Linked DNA regions of Rattus norvegicus: region 1 is linked to region 2. A link is a contact called in public Hi-C data. All regions are on one chromosome and are shown on one strand. Each heading gives the region's core, a stretch centred on a gene start, on an enhancer-like site or on the middle of the called end of the contact. The rest is flanking DNA. Distances are from core to core; before and after follow the strand shown. Region 1 overlaps Celf2 (CUGBP, Elav-like family member 2). Region 2 has its middle 210 kb from the start of Celf2.

Region 1 (3,292 bases), core at 12-2,511, 220 kb before region 2:
TAACCAGGGGCAGCACCCTCCCCCACTAAATCCGATACATTATGGAATGCCTCACTTGACGAGAGAATTATATACATCCCGTGTCTCAGGAGGACACAGTCTTCCCCATCTTGTTCTGGCAATCCTTTTTCTATCTAGGGTTTCTTTACATAACATGCCTGAAATACAAGTGGATCCCACTGAGATCTCCGAGCTAAAGAGAGAAACTTCCCTACCAAGACAGAGCAGCCAGATTTTTTTTAAAAAAGAAAGAAAGAAAAAAAAAGAAAGAAAGAAAAATTACACATAGTTTCCTCTCCTCGCGGATTCCAGCCCTCCACTTGTCCCAATAACCGCTCGATCCTAGTTTGGCGACACGTAAAACCACCAGAATCACATTAATTATTAAATCACAGACTACCTATCAGACAAAACCATCCCGATTACGTAAAAATTACCTCTAATTTCCGCACGAGAGTACACCTGGCTAGTTTTAAGGGCGTGTAATTACCCTCTCTCTCTCTCTCTCTCTCTCTCTCTCTCTCTCTCTCTCTCTCTCTCTCTCTTTCTCTCGCTCGTCCTCCTCTCTCCCATCTCAGAAATGAGTGCGAAAGCCAAGGCTGTTCCGCCCGGCCACCCCGCATTTCTAAAGGCACGAGCGTGCAAACAGCACGCGCCCGCCCCGCCCCGGACCCGGCGCCCCGCGCCCCGCCGGCCGGTCCGCCCGCAGGACGCCGCGCCCAGCCCGGGACCACGGGACGCCGCGCGACCCCTCACGGGTCCTCTCCCGCCAGCCCCGCGCTGGCGCGCCCAGGGAAGGCTGGCCGCTCACCGAGCTCGCCCGCTCGCCCGCTAGCCCGCTCGGCCCTGCGCCGTCCCAGCCGCGTCCTCTGAAGAGAAGACGCGGAGGGGAGGCGGCCGCTGCCTCTGTGGAGACGACGCCCCACTCTCGGCCGCGCTGCCCCTCGAGCCCTCGGCCACTCACATTCTGTCAGCAACGAGCAGGCGGCCCTCGACCATCATGTCCGGGAGGAAATCCAGCTTGAAGGCAGAAGTCATGTTCTCGGCGCACGCAGCGGCGGCGGTGGCGGAGGCGGCGGCGGCGGCGGCAGCGGCGGCGGCGGGGGGCTGTGCGCGCGTCCGAGCGGCCGCGGGCGGCGCGAGACAGGCAGGGACAGGTGCGCGCGGCCTCCCCGGGCGGCCGCCGAAGCGGGCACTTGTCACATTCTCTCCCTCGCGCGCTCCACCAATCCCCTCCGCGAGCCGGCGCCGGGGCGGCCTGGCTGCCGAGCGCCAGGTGCGGCGGGCGGGGGCGGAGCTCCCGGGGCGGCCGCTCCACGCTTAACCCCTGCGGGCCCGCCGGCCCGGCTCGCCCCGGCCTCTGCGCACGGCCCCACGAGCCCGGCGCGCCGAACTGCGACGGTCGCCCCGACCCTCTCGCCGCCCCGTTCCCACGGCCACCGGGAGAGCGAAGCCGCTGGGGACCCGCATCGCGCGCGACCTCCGTGTCTCCCCCCCGGGGTGGGGCTGGCCGTGGGGTGCTGCTCTCTATCTGCTAGAGAGGAAGTAACTGTCTTTGGGCGCAGTGGCCCGAGTGACACACGGGAGGACAACGGTGCTGCCTTCGGTGTCTACTTCAACACCGAAGAAGAAACGGGCCTTAAAATGAGAAACTGTCACAAATCCCATTGCTTCCAAAATAAATAAATAAAGAGCGGAGCGCAAAATTGTCATTTCCTATTATTTAACCCGAACAGTAAAAGCCAATCCTGTCACTTCGGGTCACAGTGAAGATTTGTGGGAAGGGGTACTGAGAGGAATTGAGAGGAAAGTGAGCAGATGCTCAACAAAAGTTTTCAAGGAAAGTAGTTGATAACGCGGCTTATTGTCCTCATGGTTTGGCTATTTGGGTGACAGCAAACTCTTCAGTGTAGTCGCAAGTATGTTTCATTTTCTGTTGTAAGTCAACATCATAAGTAAACTTTATAGTTTACTTTTTGTGGTAAAATCATTTTTTATTCTATATTCAAATGACATGTTTTGAACTCTGAGGCAATACATATCTATACACTTAATGTGTACACAGAGGCATATATACACATACTCATACTTACATAGGACGTATATACATTTTATGGTTTTCTTTGAAAATTTGTATGTCTATTCTCTTCTGTTGTTATTCTAACAGAATATTTTACTAAGGAGCTTTTTTTTTTTCTTTAACCTCACAAATGACAGCATGCCCAGATTATGGTAGCTAGATGGTTAAATAGCTAAGTAAACGATAGTTAAATTTATCAGGCGGTAAAGAAAAGATTCACATTTTCCTCACCAATCTCTGTGTGACAGTGGGAACTGCCCTTGGAGATTATAAGAAAATAGTTAGGTGTCAATTTTAAACCCAGATAGGGCAGTGAGCAATATGGAGTAACAGGCCTGTGCTATTCAGTTAAATCCACACAAACAAATTTAATTAAGTAGAATTTCCTCCTTCAACTGGCTTTTAGCCTCCTAACTGCAGGGTAGTTAAGATAGAAGAGTTGATTAACTTTCATTTTTAAATATTGCCTTTCTGGAGGAGCCGGGTCCCAGTTTATAATCACTTGACAGACAATTGCATCAAAAATGAATTATTAGATCAAAATCATACCCAGGCCTTTTCTCCTAATTCTAAGCTGTTTTTCCTCCTTACCAAGCCAATTGCCAGCTACTTCTGAAATGATCTCTCTGAGTAGTTAGCTGGGTAACCAACCGAAGACAAACCTTGACTATCTTGACCATCACACACTGTTTACGTAAACCTTGAACGCACAGAGATGAGGTGGCCGGACAGTAAATTTGAGACAAAATAAAGCAGAGCCAGCCTCCAAAGCGCACACAGTCACACACAAAGAAGGCGTCAGCTACAGAATAAAGCTCCATGTGTACCTGCATTCTATAAGGCAGAAATTCTTCGTGGACACACACACACACACACACACACACACACACACACACTTGTAAAATATTTATTTTCTCTTTAATTGCATGTGAATTAGTTAGGGGAAGCTGTAGGGGAGCCCTCTTACTGACTTAAGCCTTCTCAGCACTTTGTTAAATTCTAGCCTCAAATCCCTTGAGGCAATAGTGGATTCAAAGCAGCTTTTAATCATACTATAAGGAGGGTGAAGGAGGATGTAAGTAGGTCATAGGGAGAGAATTACAAGTGCACAGGTTATTGCCTTATTTAGCAACTACCGTGTGGCATGCTTTTGAGAGCACGTTTGCTTTTGCCATTTGAAGTTAGAAGCAAAACGAGGGTCAAAAGGAAAAG
Region 2 (3,302 bases), core at 67-2,566:
TTTTAAGTTGACAGATGGAAGGAGCTAAGAAACTTGTGTGCTTTTCCTTGACCCTGGAAAGTTTGCAGAAGCTCTACATGCTTTAAATGGCTCACAGCTGAGAACACGGGATGGACCAGGGTCACCGGATAGAATACAGTATGCTTGGCTTGTGCTGTATTTCAGAGAAACAATGAGTCATACTTTAGTATAACTATGTACCTAAATACTATATAAGACAGATACTAAAAAATGTTTGTTTAATTAATTAATTAACTAATTAATTCATTAATTTGGAAATTTCAATTTCAATTGTGGGCCCTGTGTTTTCATTTCTGGGATCTGGCAATCATACAACAGGCTAATTTTCTGCCTTCCTTCATTCTTTTCCCTAAGAGAGGGTTTTTTTTGTGTGGCCCTGACCTTGAAGTCACTGAGTACCACCTGCCTCTTTCTCCCAAGTGCTGGGATTAAAGGCATCCACTATCACTGCCTATTAACAATCTAACTTTCAAGTAGCATCACTGTTAAGGTTAGCTTATTTATCTGGATCTGTAATGGTGCTTCTGATGCTATTGATGAGGCATTGAAATACAGTAATTTAAAAACAAACAAACTTACAACCAACCAACCAACCAACCAATCAACCACAGTCAGTTAACAAGGCTGCTGTATTTTCTTCATTTTGCTGCAAACTTCTGCTCTCAGCGGGCAGCACAGGAAAGGGTTAACCATTAATCTTCAGTTACACGGAATGCAAGTTGTAGATAGCCTCACTTAACCGTGTCTATGGACAAAACTTCCCAAGAAAGCATCCCCCCCCCCCTTCTTTTAGATAAAGGAATGCAACTTTAATGGAATTCCAAGTGCTTTTGTGCTCTATTTGCAACCTCTGGTACTATGAAAAACCTAGGAACAAAGATACGTGTTTTGGTGCTTTGTCAATGACAGAGGAATCACTGTTCCAGGACACTATAAACTTAAAAAAAAAAAAAAGAAAGAAAGAAAGAAAAGCCAAAACCCTGAAGGATCTCTAAACAGACTAAACAAACAGCTTTGAAACCTGCTAAGAATAGCAGAAGGACCACTGCACAATATAATTCAGGGTCCACATATTTATTGGTAAGTTTTCACTGGACTCAGGCCCTTCTTTAGAGCTTGGGAAAGAATGCTGTTTCTCATTTGGAATCTTGTTCAGCTGCACAGGAGAGCAAAGTGGAGTGGAGTCAGGAGGGGGAAGTTGGGTCTCTGCCAGACATATTTGACAAGTGAGGAAGAAGGGAGATGAAGGGGACTCACACCCAGCCGGCTGCTTCACATGCCATTCAGAGGAATCACAGGCCAAATTCAGTCCATCCAGGAGGCAAAAAAATATCAGAGCTTTAGTTAACTCCTGAGCTGCCAGGGCAGATGCAATGTTCAGGTCGAGTTCTTCCGATTCCCAGCCTGTCTTTGTTAACACTGGTGGTTTACAGCGACAGGCACAAAAGAGACACTCGAAAGAGAGACGTATTGTTTGGTCTCCATGTTGTGGGCCAGGGAGGAATGCCTGAATATTGATTTCCCAATCTTTATCTTTTCTTTTGCTTTGCATTTTGTTCTTCTGGGTGGTGTGCTTAAAGACTTAACTCCTTGCCAGTTTGAAGAGGGAAATCTGAGTCTCAGAGCAAAGCCAAACACACTTGCCAAGTTGCCCATCAATGACACAATGCCAAATTCTACTCGTGAACTGCCTCGCCTGGATTATTGCTCTGGGATCATTGAGGGGGAGGCAAGTCACAGAGGGGAGTGCCAATGTGTAAAATGTGCAGTGGGTCCAGCCAGAGCGAGAGATCTAAACAGCTTCCTGTTCATCTCCCTTAAGGTAGTAACTACAGAAAACACACTATAGAGATTGCGTTATGGAGTATTTATTTAGAAACCGAAGGACACTTTAGCTTATGAAACATTATCAAGTTTGTCTCTCAAGCAAGGCCGGGCATCCCACTGTGACAAAGGGTGACTTTTTCCTTCTCCTTCGCTTTCTGAAAATTCCAATATGTTTCAGATCAATACTTTGTATAGTAAAATGAAACCGAGTTACTGAACAAAAAGCAACTTCATACAAAAATGTAGCTCTTGCCTTCAAAACAGAAAATTAGATTAATCGTCATAAAATTACTATGCCACATGGCTATGCATTTTTCAAGCCCTTCACTTATTGCTGTGAAGTACAACAACCAATCCACAGATAGCATTGCTATGTTTTATGCTCTGCAAAGAGCACTGGCAAGAATACAATGTACAGATATGTCTAGTGAATGGGTCTAGGATACAGTGTATAGATATGACCAGTGAATGGGTCTAGGACACAGTGTATAGTTATGACTAGTGAATGGGTCTAGGACACAGTGTATAGATATGCCTAGTGAATGGGTGTAGGACACAGTGTATAGATTTGTCTAGTGAATGGGTCTAGGATACAGTGTATAGATATGCCTAGTGAATGGGTCTAGGACACAGTGTATAGATTTGTCTAGTGAAGGGGTCTAGGATACAGTGTATAGATATGACCAGTGAATGGGTCTAGGACACAGTGTATAGATACGACCAGTGAATGGGTCTAAGATACAGTGTATAGATATGACCAGTGAATGGGTCTAGGATACATTGTCTAGTGAATGGGTCTAAGACACAATGTATAGATATGCCTAGTGAATGGGTCTAGGATACAGTGTATAGATTTGTCTAGTGAGTGGGTCTAGGATACAGTGTATAGATATGTCTAGCAGCTGTATTGAACCAGGGCTTACTAAGTCTATGGGGCAGGCTCTATTTGACTTCTGCTTTTCAAATGATGAAAGCGAGTGTAAAGGATTCTCATGGTTAATGCACAGCACAGGTGAGTCTGACTCCAGGCAGCTGTTTCTTCACAAGCAAAGGGCATCTTCTACTGACAGTCAGGAAGACTGGTGAGGACGTGTTAGCATCATAAATGTAATTGGAGTGGACTATTTATAGAAAGAGCAATGTGATTTTAAACAAATCTTTTCTGTGAATATGGTTAATTCACAGATCAAGCCAGGAGGAAGAAGCTAGCGGTTTGCCAGTAGAGCCAAGGAAGCTCAGTTTGTTCCTCTGCTCCCTGACAAGAGCATCAGGCTACCTCTTGCTCTGAACCACAGAGCTTAGAGTGTTACAATGGCCAGCTGCCCACAATAATATTGTGGCTGAAGTGCAGATGTTCCTCATAGGTTCTCGTTGTTTTTACATGCTTGGTCTCCGGCTGGTAGTGTTGTTTGGGGAGGATCTGCAACCTTTAGGAGGTGGAGTCTTGCTGGAGG

The links. A called contact is a pair of places that touch in the nucleus more often than the background predicts.
Region 1: a contact with region 2 is called in a Hi-C map of Schwann cells, with 4 times the contacts expected there. The contact joins two enhancer-like sites. A contact is called at or near these places in 1 of 12 Hi-C or Micro-C datasets (Schwann cells) and 1 of 1 datasets of contacts at active chromatin or transcription factors (oligodendrocytes).

What each region holds. Positions count from the first base shown.
Region 1 is chr17:76,330,015-76,333,306 of GRCr8, reverse strand. The region is part of intron 1 of Celf2 (CUGBP, Elav-like family member 2); the gene reads right to left. Among named protein-coding and RNA genes, the nearest start is that of Celf2, 13 kb to the right of the region's middle. Within about 2 kb of position 1,261, at least 63 of the 93 cell types and tissues checked have an H3K27ac peak or open chromatin away from gene starts, as enhancers often do. A contact at or near this core is called in Schwann cells, where this site is marked.
Region 2 is chr17:76,110,180-76,113,481 of GRCr8, reverse strand. It overlaps a transcript of Celf2 not described here. Among named protein-coding and RNA genes, the nearest start is that of Celf2, 210 kb to the left of the region's middle. Within about 2 kb of position 1,316, at least 12 of the 93 cell types and tissues checked have an H3K27ac peak or open chromatin away from gene starts, as enhancers often do. A contact at or near this core is called in Schwann cells, where this site is marked.